2 separate regions of the Gossypium hirsutum genome follow, and region 2 is linked to region 1. A link is a contact called in public Hi-C data. All regions are on one chromosome and are shown on one strand. The core of a region is the stretch at or near the end of the contact, and the rest is flanking DNA. Distances in the headings are between cores, read along the strand shown.

The links. Hi-C and Micro-C count contacts between places; a contact is called where the count stands out from the background.
Region 2: a Hi-C map of leaf shows a contact between it and region 1, with 2.4 times the contacts expected there. The contact joins the enhancer-like site here to the promoter of LOC107886424 in region 1. A contact is called at or near these places in 2 of 34 Hi-C or Micro-C datasets (callus and leaf).

Annotation. Positions count from the first base shown.
Region 1 is chrA03:82,349,197-82,354,953 of Gossypium_hirsutum_v2.1, forward strand. LOC107886424 (B3 domain-containing protein Os11g0197600) reads left to right here and starts at 2,544. Exons shown (of 7, transcript XM_016810377.2): 1 at 2,544-2,709; 2 at 2,828-3,308; 3 at 3,656-3,831; 4 at 4,295-4,769; 5 at 4,977-5,107; 6 at 5,421-5,697. The coding sequence starts at 2,644. The coding sequence ends at 5,696.
Region 2 is chrA03:83,204,352-83,210,108 of Gossypium_hirsutum_v2.1, forward strand. LOC107959976 (plant UBX domain-containing protein 7) reads right to left here. Exons shown (of 9, transcript XM_016896167.2): 6 at 5,403-5,546; 7 at 5,135-5,237; 8 at 4,499-4,764; 9 at 3,467-3,953. The coding sequence ends at 3,789. Among protein-coding and RNA genes, the nearest start is that of LOC107959976, 5.0 kb to the right of the region's middle. Within about 2 kb of position 2,245, at least 1 of the 9 cell types and tissues checked has an H3K27ac peak or open chromatin away from gene starts, as enhancers often do. A contact at or near this core is called in leaf, where this site is marked.

The DNA of each region.
Region 1 (5,757 bases), core at 1,294-3,793:
ATGTTACCCAAAGCAAATATTTCATCTAGAAAATAAAATAAAAGAATTATGAAAATACGTATATCGTATATAGTTTAACGGGAGTTATACGGGCAAATTATATAAAGTCGAAATGACATGAACTTCACTATGAACTCGTAGAAGCTCGTGCTGATAACGTGTTATGAAATAACCAAAGGAAAAAACAAACTAAAGAGAAAATACAATAGAAGATAAATAAGAAAACTTTTTATTTCATTTATTGTGCATCACTATAAGCCTTGTACTACCTCTATTTATAGACCTTCTAACATAATACAATCCTTTAAGTTATAAAGAATAAATAGAGGTTTAATTACTACATAAAACCTTCATAATCCATTGGGGGATGCTACAATGGAGGTTACAACTTTGAGAGTTATGGACATCCATAATAAAGTAATATTTATAACAAATAATGATTATTAAAAAATATTACTATTACAAATCTAAAATCTAAATAATTTAATATTATAAAAATATAAAAATACCTTTTTTTCTGGCGGGGGACTTTTTTTTTCGATTGTTTGTGGCTAGGAATTCTTAGTCTTTTTTTAATGAATTTTTAATATATATATATATATACACATACATATAATTTAAACAAAAAAATCTAAATATTCGGTTTTGGGAGCTGAACCGTGACTGATCTGTTATGTCGGTGGCAGGCCATCAAGTTGGTCATAGGTTCAGTTATCAAAACCGGGTATTTTAACTTTTTTATTTAAAAATAAAATAATTATTAATTATTAATTTATGACCATTAAAAATATATATTTTTCCTTTGACAATATAAATAGGACAATATTTTAAAGGAGAAATACATACCGATGCTATCGGTTGCTCAGGAGACACCAAAAAATAGTTATTATTTTTATTTACTAATCATTGACATAATGATGGTTGCCAAATGAGGGTGGTGCCACCGATTGCTCAGGCGACACCGTGGAATCACCGTTCTATCTGCCTAATTTTTTTTGTAAATAATAGGTAAGCAATCCCATTTCAATAAATAATTTTTTTTATATTTTTTAAGTAAAAAAGTATAAATATATAATATTTTGTATTATATATAACGTTTTGGTTTTAAGAAATTAAGACACAATCAAATGAAAAAATTAAGAAACGATCATTTGCACTTTAAAAATATATTTAATTATAATTATAAAAATTAAATGAAAAAAAAAGAGTGCACCACTAATCGTATATATAATCTATGTATGTTGTTATATTATATATGATTTTTTAAAATAAATTTATAAATTTATTTTAAAAGTAATTAATTAAATATGTAAGTCAATTAAAAAATTGCTTTTAAAAAATAATTTAATTAATTAAACCGGTCACAAGTCTGTTACAAAATTTGTCATTATGTATAATTTCAATTTGTAACGGGAATTTCTGTTACAATGGGTTGTTGAGAGATAATATCAAAATATTGTGACCGTAATTGTGACAGAATATGATTCCTGTCACATTTTTGTTAGAAATCCGTCGTTCTGAGTGGTTGCTTTTTACATGTTATTTTTGTTGGTAATCCGTTACTAGTCACTCACTGATATGCTATAATAGTGATGAAAGGATTTATAAAGAGTTAACTTCTCGGTTGCCTCTTATACGAGAATTGGTATCCGTAACACTATAAGTTCCATGCCATGGTACTAAAAATGAGTAATGGATCATGCATTGTCTGTATTCTTGAGTTAATCCTGTGGTGTAAGCCATTATAAACACCTCTAACTAGTAAGATTTTTTTTTTGAATGAAAGCCATATTAATAAAATTTTATAATTAAAAAAATAAATAATAATTTATTTGACACTCCAATTTTATAAAAAAAGTTTTTGATATATTTTTTCATCATTTTTAATTTTAAATTTGCTTTGTTTGTCAAATCATCTTAAAATAAATAAAAATATTAGTATTTGTTAACTTTACTGATATGATATATACGAGAGTTGTTATGTAGATGTCACATTATCAATTAATTAGTCATTTAAAAATTTAAAAAAATAAAAAAATATTTTTTAATATTTTTAATCTTAAAAAGTTTAATTAATTGTTAATATAACATATATGTAATAATCCACGTGGATGTCTCATAAGTAAAATTAACAAATACTGATACTTTCATCCATTTTGGATGGTTAAAATAATTTTTTTTATAGAAATGAAAAAAAATAAAACTATGACACTCCAATTATGGTTGATAGGGGTGAAAAACTTTGTTAAGAACATCGAAATTAAATTTGAACATTAATAAATTTACTAAAATTAAATTAATAAATCTGCACATAAATAAATTGGGCCTTAACAACTATAGAAATTGCATAGTGTTGGATCCAAAGCTCGCTCACGTCTGACATGGCAGGTTTCACTTAATAACAATCAGCGTCATTTCAACGCGCTGGTATGATTGTTTGAAAGAAACTCGCTTTGATCAATGAGTCAAAAAGATACGTGTGACACAACCGCATCCAACTCGGATAAGATAACAACCCAACCCAAACAATAGGTTTCTAAGAAAAAAAAAAAAAAAAACTCTCTTCCGCTTCAGAAGGTTCAAAATATGGGTCTGAATTAACATTGTCGATGAGTGTAAAGCATATCAAAGCCAGCAACAGCGATGTCGAAGCCGAGGCGACCGCATTTTCTCAATGTCTTCTCCTCTACTTCAAGTGCTAACAGCCTGGTATTCTACACCTTTTTTTTTCCTATTCAAATTAGGGTTTAGTGTAAATATTGTTATGAATTCCATTTTAGATTAGTTAGTTTTATTTACCTTCGAGTGATGGGTGATATTTTAACAGAGAATTCCAGTGGGATTTAATAGAAACTTGGAGGGAAGAGGTTCTGGGTCAGTTTTGTTAAAAGGACCAAGTGGGTATAGTTGGAATGTTAAATTAGTTCAAAGAAATGATGACTTATTATTTGATGAAGGATGGGCTGATTTCGTAGCAGACCATAGCCTAGAATGCGGTGAAATTTTGGTTTTTAGGTATGATGGTGACTTGGTTTTCGATGTCAAAGTGTTTGATCAAAGCAGTTGCGAGAAAGAAGTTGCTTTTCATTGTAAATGCAGTCAAGCTGGTAGCGTGTTTCATGGAATTGTGAGGCAGAAGAGATATAGGGAGGAGGATGATGTTTCATTGGATCAAGATTGTGAAGAGTTGTTAAAGAGAATCAGACAGAGTTCTTTTGAGTCCGATCGTGATGAAGAACATTGTGGGCGGGAGCTGATTCTTGCTACTACAAGTTGTCAAGGATTAACTTCCTGTGATGAAAATCATGGTGAAGAAATCAACCTCTCCCATTTGAGATTTGTATATGAATTGTTGTTTTATCATTGATTTGGCAGTTTTCTATGATGTAAGAATAAAAACTTGTTTTAATAAACACTAAGTAAGAACTATGGTATCAATGTATGTGTATTCTTGTTTAGTTCTCATTATCTTATGTTAGCGTAGATACCACTTATTTGTGTTAAATTTGCTTTACATAGAAACTCAATGTGAGATATTTCATGCCTTTGTAATTATGCATGCTTGTGGATGTTCATTCTGATTCTTATTGGAACTTCACTGGTGGTTTACATTACATAAATTCCACTTGACAGAGTCTCTGGTCTCTTGAAACAGATGGAACCATTCTGAAAATAACTGGCAAAGAAGATGACTTGAAGCTTCATGGCAGTGGCTGTATACAGATGATAGGAGAATTTGAAGAGAAGAAAGTGGCTCAGTCTTTTAACTCATGTTTCCCCTTTTTTGTAAGAATTATGAAAAGATTCAATGTCAGTGGCTCATATACATTGGTAAGATGTTTCCTTCTCACTGTTTCGCCCTGGATTTTTGTGTTGGACATTGTTTCCAGCATGACATAAATTTGACCAAGCATCGTGCTATATGGCAAACATGTAGGGTATTAAATGACTCTACTCGCTAGAAACTTCTCTTAATCGCAATCGTTCTGCATTTGGAGCTTTTGAACAAGTTTCTTAACCTAGTGAGCATCGTGCTTTTAGCTCTGGCACCAGTTGGGAAAAAGTTCCTCCTACTTGTAAGGGAAAAATGAGAAGAAAATTATGACTTCCCTCATTTACATGTTCCAAATTCAGGGGCTAGACAATCTTTTTAATAATTACATTTTTGCTTACTAATGGAAATTCTTCTAGCCATTACCGTCTTGAATCAACTAGTTAGATCTTTCAGGATTTATTATTTAGTCATCTTGAAAGCTGCTTATGTATTCAACTGCGTTTTAATTCTTTGTGACAGAATATTCCATATCAGTTTGCAATGGAACATCTTCCAAACTGCAAGACTGAGATCGTGCTTCGGAATCTGAAAGGAGCTTGTTGGACGGTGAATTCTGTGCCTACAACAAGAGTGCATACAAGTCATACTTTATGTGGTGGATGGTTGAGCTTTGTCCGTAGTAATGAGATAAAGGCTGGAGATATTTGTATTTTTGAATTGGTGCACAAATTTGAATTCCGTGTGCATATTCTTCGGGTTGGACAGGAAGACTTGATCAGGCAAAGCAGAAAAGCAGTCCTGGACAGGTCTGATTCCACTTTACTGAAGAAATTTGTAAAGAACACTTCAAAGGTCCACTCAAAATTGAAAAAGGTTCAAATCTGTGATAACAAAGGGTCTAAGGTGCTTGACAAATGGAAATATGGTAATGCAGCAAAAAAATCTGCCAGTGTTGTGCTCTGCTCTTTGTCAAGGTCAGGCACTGAAAAGCAAGGTAAAGTTTCTAAATTGTTCTATAGTTTGTCTATACTTGACCATGAGTGTTAATCTATATCTGGTTGAAGGAAAGGTTTGTATTTTTCTTAGCTTCCAGGGAGATTATTTGTGTTTATAGGACCATGGATATAAGATACTCATTGTGATTTCCATTTAGTAGAATGTTTATTCACTGGTCTTATTTTTAATTTGGCTTGTAAATCAGAAGCAGCTATTCGTGGTTTGAGAATGATGATGACAGTTGATGAAGAAAAAGCTGCTAGGTCTTTTGCTTCTCGCTTTCCTAGTTTTGTGAGAATTATGAGAAAGTTCAACATCAGTGGTTCGTATACTTTGGTGAGCAATTTATTTTTTGCTTCCCCCTTTCAGAAATTTGACTAAAGTAAGGTTTCTTCCATAACTAATTTGACGGTGTAGTAAAAGATCCAAAAGGAGAAATAGAAAAGATGCCAGTTATATATTTTAGATTCTGAAAACAAAGTATGTACCCATCTGTGTCATTCTTGGACATCAATATAACTATTAGCAATTGTTGCAAGTTACTATTAGCAATTGTTGCAAGTTTTCTTTGCTGAAATATAAGAGGCATAGGTTCTTTGGGGATTCTCTAGTATCAATATTCATTTAGTATCTGGATCATACGATGCAGAAAATACCATATAAGTTTTCAAAGGAGCATCTACCCTACTGCAAAACACAAGTAGTGCTTCGTAATTTGCAAGGCACGTGTTGGACTGTAAATTCTCTCCCAGATTCAAAAGGTCGAGCTGTGCATACCTTCTGTGGAGGATGGATGGCCTTTGTTCGTGATAATGAGATAAAGATTGGTGATATCTGCATATTTGAACTTGTCAATAATTATGAAATGCGTGTGCATATATCTGGGTCGGGAAGAAAAGGGCTAGATCGCCACACTTCTTTGTGAGGTATATTAAAAACTTCAACCTTCAGGCGATAATATGTACTGATGCATGCCTTGGTTTCTT
Region 2 (5,757 bases), core at 995-3,494, 850 kb after region 1:
CATATATGATCATGTATTTCGTGTTTACATTCCGTATGTCTTGTTCGTACAAGTCTACTTTGGGCTAAGTGAGAAATGAATGTATGGTAAGTGAAAATGTGCTAAATAAGCTAGTTGCTTTTATGAATTTTTAACTTAGTTAGATTCTTATAGTATTGTTAATCTTATTTATTCATTTATTTATTTATCTAATTGCACTCAAAGGTAAGAATTGCATTCTTAAGTGCTTACTAAGTTTTCACAAGCTTAATGCATTATTTCTAACACATAGGTAAATATCATCTGAATGTATCTTTTGAAGTGGTCAATCTCATCCACATCTCATCATAAAGGAAGAACTTGGAGAGTATGGATTATATATTTTGGTATTAGAGTGGCATGTACATAAGATTAGAACCATTGAATGTATTTAGTATGTTATTTGATGGTTTCAAAGCTATGTCATGCTCATTTTATATTATTTTTGGACTTGAGATACTTGGATTCTATGTGATGTTCTTGATACATATGATGTTGAGTGGTATTTTTTTATATTTTGACATATAAAAATATTTTGATTGGTAATGGTTTCGACTTGATTTTAGGTGTTTTGGGCATGTTTCGAGGTCCCTTGTACACTTGTCTTGCAACAATTTTGACTTGTTTCGATACATGTCAGACAGAATGCCCCGTTGAATAGTTTTAGGGAACTTGTATAAGTACAATAGGAGATGTACCAAAACTACTATTCTAGACCACCCTATTTGGTATGTTTTGCTTTAAAAATGTCTTGAAACAGCCCCAAAAGGGTCCAGAACAAGTCTCGATTCCAACCAAACTTTAACGATAGCTTGGAAATGACCTGAACCACTTTAAATGAGCTTAAATTGGTTAAAATGAAGTGAATTATATTATGTTCAAGTTTAGTGCTTTTAGTTCTTAAATGTAACATCTTTATGCCCGAGTTATTGTTTGAACTCGAGTAAGAGGTATTATAGTTTTTATTCAATAATATAAGAACTCACATGATCTCTCTTTTTGGGCAACCTTCAAAAGAATGAGAAAACTGTTTTTCACATGAATTTTCCTTGGAAAAATAGCAATATATTATTTATCACATAAACACCTCCCCTATTTCCTAAATCCAAAATCTAATCCTAAAACATTTAACTAGCCAATTTGACTTTTCTTCCAACATAGTCTATATAGCTTAATTTATGAAATTTTAATTCAACTAATTTAATAAAACTTCTCAGCATAAATTTGCATTTTAGCAAATTATAGAATAATTCAATATCCATTCTCAGAAAACTTACAGAATAAAATTTTGGAACGCCGTGAATATTTTAGCATTGAAATTTTTGTGTTATAGGAAAAAATTTGTCCTTATACATTAGATAAAATAGTAACTGGTTCTCTTCATAAATTCCATTTATTTATATTGTTAAGTGATGATTTGAATTTTTCCTATATTATTTTTTTAATTGAAGTGGAATTAAAAAATGACTAGGATTAAAAAAAATTAAGTATTTTCTATAGTATACATGTTGGATTTTAAGTTTTTTCCCCAAGTTCTTTTTTCTTTTTTCAATAATATAAACATTGGTTTTTAAGGGGTCTTTTTTTCAAATAAAAAAACCACCTTGAATATTATCTTCACATCATCATTTAACGATGATTTTTTAATAAAATGATAAATTTACTCTTTTTATGATGTACAAAGATTAATTTGTCTATTTTTTAAGTAAATGAGATAAAATGTAATTTGAGTCCTAATATATGAGCCTTTATAGTACTTTTACCAGTAGCGAAGCCAATAAGGTTGGCAGGGACCCTGCCCCCTAAAACGAAAAATTTTTCATTTAAGCTTCTTTATAATTTATAAAATTTAAAATTATTAATGGTAAAATTGCTCTCCTCCCTCCAAAGTGATAAAATTTCTTTTAATCTTTTAAAAATTATAAAAATATAGACTATTAAAATAATAAAATTGTATTTTTACTATCTTAAAAATATACAATTTAATTTCGACCTCTCAAAATTTTTTTTGAAAATTCACCTTTTTTACTCAGCTAAATGTGATTCACGTAATTTAGATACAATAAAAATACGAAAAAATAATTCAAATATGATAAATATATGTATAAATATATATATTGAGGAAGTTCCTAACATATACACATAAGAAGTACCAAGTTCTATGGTTGTTTCCCTTGAGAGGGGCAGCGAGATATTGGGGTGAAAGCTTTCGTTGGGCTTTAGCATTGGCCCCACAGATTTCACAAGGGACCACCAACACTGCCATCCGGATTGTTGTGGGCTTGCCCTTTACTGCCTTAAGATAACATACAATGTAATTCTTATGATAATTCATATATCCATAATATTATTTACATGTTCAAAATATCATACGTTGATATAAAATCAAAATTTTGTTATTAGTCCTTTTATTATGTATAAATTGAAATTTTATTTTTATAATTTTATTTATTTATTTTAAATCTGTAATTTTTAATTTTTAAAATTTTGATCTTATTTAAAATATAGATGTTAATTCATTAAATTAAATTATACTATTTTCATAATTTTATGCCAAACATGTCATTACATGTCATTAATTTTTTATTCTCATAATGCTCAAAAAAATCTGCATCATTTTAGTTAATTGGTATAATGGCTACTGTTTGTGTCAAATACTGAAATTTTAAATTTTAAAAAATATAAGAAGTAAAACTATCAAATTGAAGAATTAAGTATCAAATTCGTAGGTTATGCATAGTACACTAATAATAACATAACTAGATCAAAAGAATTTAATTGTTATTATTTGAATTAAGAATGAAAATTGAAAAATATAAAAACTAATATTGACCAGAATATATAAACTAAATACATATTTTACGGAAATATAGAAATGAACCCATATTATATATGGTTATTACATTCGTATTTTATTTTACATTTTAGAAACCATATAATCATATCACGTTTAAAATATATGAAAAAAAAAACAATTTATCTTTTACCTATTATTATTAAATCGTTGAGTGCTAATTTAAATATCATAGGTCTAACCAATAATAGATAACACGACAGTCAAACCGTGTAGCACCATATATACATTTTGCGAAAGACAATTTTAATTTTCATAAATTGTGTATTTGTTTGTAAAAAAATAATTAAATTAACATTTTCGAATAAATGACAGATCGATTGAATTTTTTTAAGGAAAAAACACTAACCAAAGCCGACCATTTATAAATATAGGCTGAAGTAAAATAAAATATACATTGTATGAATGAAAATTGCTGTATATTTTTTCGAAAAAATAATTTACAGAGCCATTCAACAAAATATCAAAATTTTAAAAACAGAACTCCATTTTTTCTCACAAAACAAAGACTCTACTTTACATGAAACGGGCGGTGTAAACCATGTACATAAAACCATATACAAAGAAAATGATATTGAAAGTGACCGGATCTAATAGAGATTAAACCATGTGCATTAATACCATCCGCAAAGTTTCAACTGTTTGGAAAGTAGTGGAGGCCTAGATGGTGGGCTAGAAAGCTTAGATGTCTGGTCTTTCAAAAGAACTAAACAAACTTAAAAGTATTGAAGACATAAAAAGAGTATTTTGAGTATATATACATAATAAAGTTGGTGGTTCTTTCATCCCCTCATAAATAACTCCTTGAAGTGCAACACAAAGTGAGAAACAGGGATGTGAAGAGTTCGTAAACCAAAAAATCTTTCAACGCAAGGTGGTTGAATGAACTTGAAAACCATTGCCATCTTGACAATATTCATTCCCACGCAACTAAGATCATAGAATTGGCAAGCCCCGACTCCTCAAATGTTAATTTGCTATCATAATCCAGAGATTTCGAAGCTTCTGGAATTGGTTGAGTCAGGCGGAATGGCTTTGATTCAGCTTCACCAAGTTGAGAATAGCAGAATGACCACAGTAGCTGCGTAGTGACAACAAAATGATAAAAGCATATAAACCTATCAGTTAGGACAACCCTGAGGGACTGGATCACTCTGCCTAAGGAAACAACATACATTTTTGTCCCAAATTTTCAAGTTAAATTCAATGTCACTACTCCAAGAAAAAAATATAATACTGAATGTCCATTTCAAACATATATTTATCAGTTTAAACTGGTATACACGTCAGTTAATGCAACACCTGAATGCTCTAAATTAGTTCAGATGTACAGGGTAGAGGGGGCAGACATCTGAGGAAAGATCAGTTCAAATGATTCACCAATGCCCATTCTGTACATGCCAAGATTTTGCCATCAGTTATCTTATTTATGTTCTACAACATTTGCAGAACAGTGAAACATTTTCAAAGTGAGACTTACAGCAAGCATCCAAATGAAATAGTTGAACATACACATTCCTTAGACAGGAAATATCCAAGAACATGCATAGTTGAACACAGCAAACCAAATTCTAATACATGAATGGTAATAAGTGACTAGAGGAAAACTCCCCAAAGAATGCTTACCTGTATTGGATCAGTTCGGAGAAAATTTCTCTGTACTCTGCGCCCATCAGGAAGTCGGACTCCAACCCTACATAAGAGGTTCCTGTCACCCTTAGGTTCTTCAGGTAGAGGAGGATATGCAGGCTTCTTAGTCAAGCATGATTCTTCCTCAGTTGTGGATGATACTTTATCATCCTCAGTTGTTTTAATAGAGTCTTTCGCATTCTCCATAGAAGCCGCTATTGCTCTCAACATTTCCTTATCTTCATTGGTTTCATCTGTTGACACTATAGTAAAATGAACTGAAATTACATGCAGATCAACCAAAACAGTTCTTAAAACAGCATATATTGTGGGTGGACTTCTCTATTTTTCCTTGAAAGGAATCCTTCTCATTTTTATCCACTAATGCAGTATCATATACAGGTTAGCACATAGAGAAAGACATCTTCTCCCTCCCCCTTGAAAGCTTCAAGCTGAAGCTTTACAACATTTACTAGCTTTCTTGCAAGAGGTCTCAACACCACATATTAAGTTAAACAAAATCAGGCTAAAACAGTAGTATGCATTGCCCCACAGACTGAAACGTGCTTACCTATTTACTGGTTCTCTACCAGTAAACTGTAACTTGGTGTAAGAAAGAGGATACATGATTACCTTTAATTTTTTGTTGCGGAGTAACTGAGCTTCCTCTTGGACGTTTATGAGACAGAGTTGCATGATAATCCCTTGGGCCACCATCCATGAATTGAACCAGGTCCTAGAGATTAAAATACCTTATATCAAATCACAAAGCCATATGTTGAAAATTCTTTCAACTAATATAAATACATAATTTTATTAGACTTCTTTAGAACCATTTCATTTTCAATTTTGCTTATTTTCCTAAGGACTTCAATCTGCAATTTATGTTACAAATATATACCTCCAGCAAACTCTCAGGTTGAACCATTCCAAACCAGGAGCGCATTTTCTGTCCTGTGATTGGGTCAATAACCAGCACTACGGGAATTGAATCTAGTTTGTAATAGGTGCAAACTTTCCTCCCCTCGCTTGTGTCATCATATACCTATATCCATAGAACAGCATCAAGGCAATTAAGGAAAGAAGACAGCGATTCAAAACATATATGATATAGAGGTCCTCTAAGGATGTATACGCAAGTCTATGAAGCTGTGGTCATATGCACAATAAAATATTGTATAGTTAGCTTCAAGGCCTATTTTGATTTTTCCATATATTGTTGGCTAATAAAGCTAAGTGCCAGATAAAGTTCCATT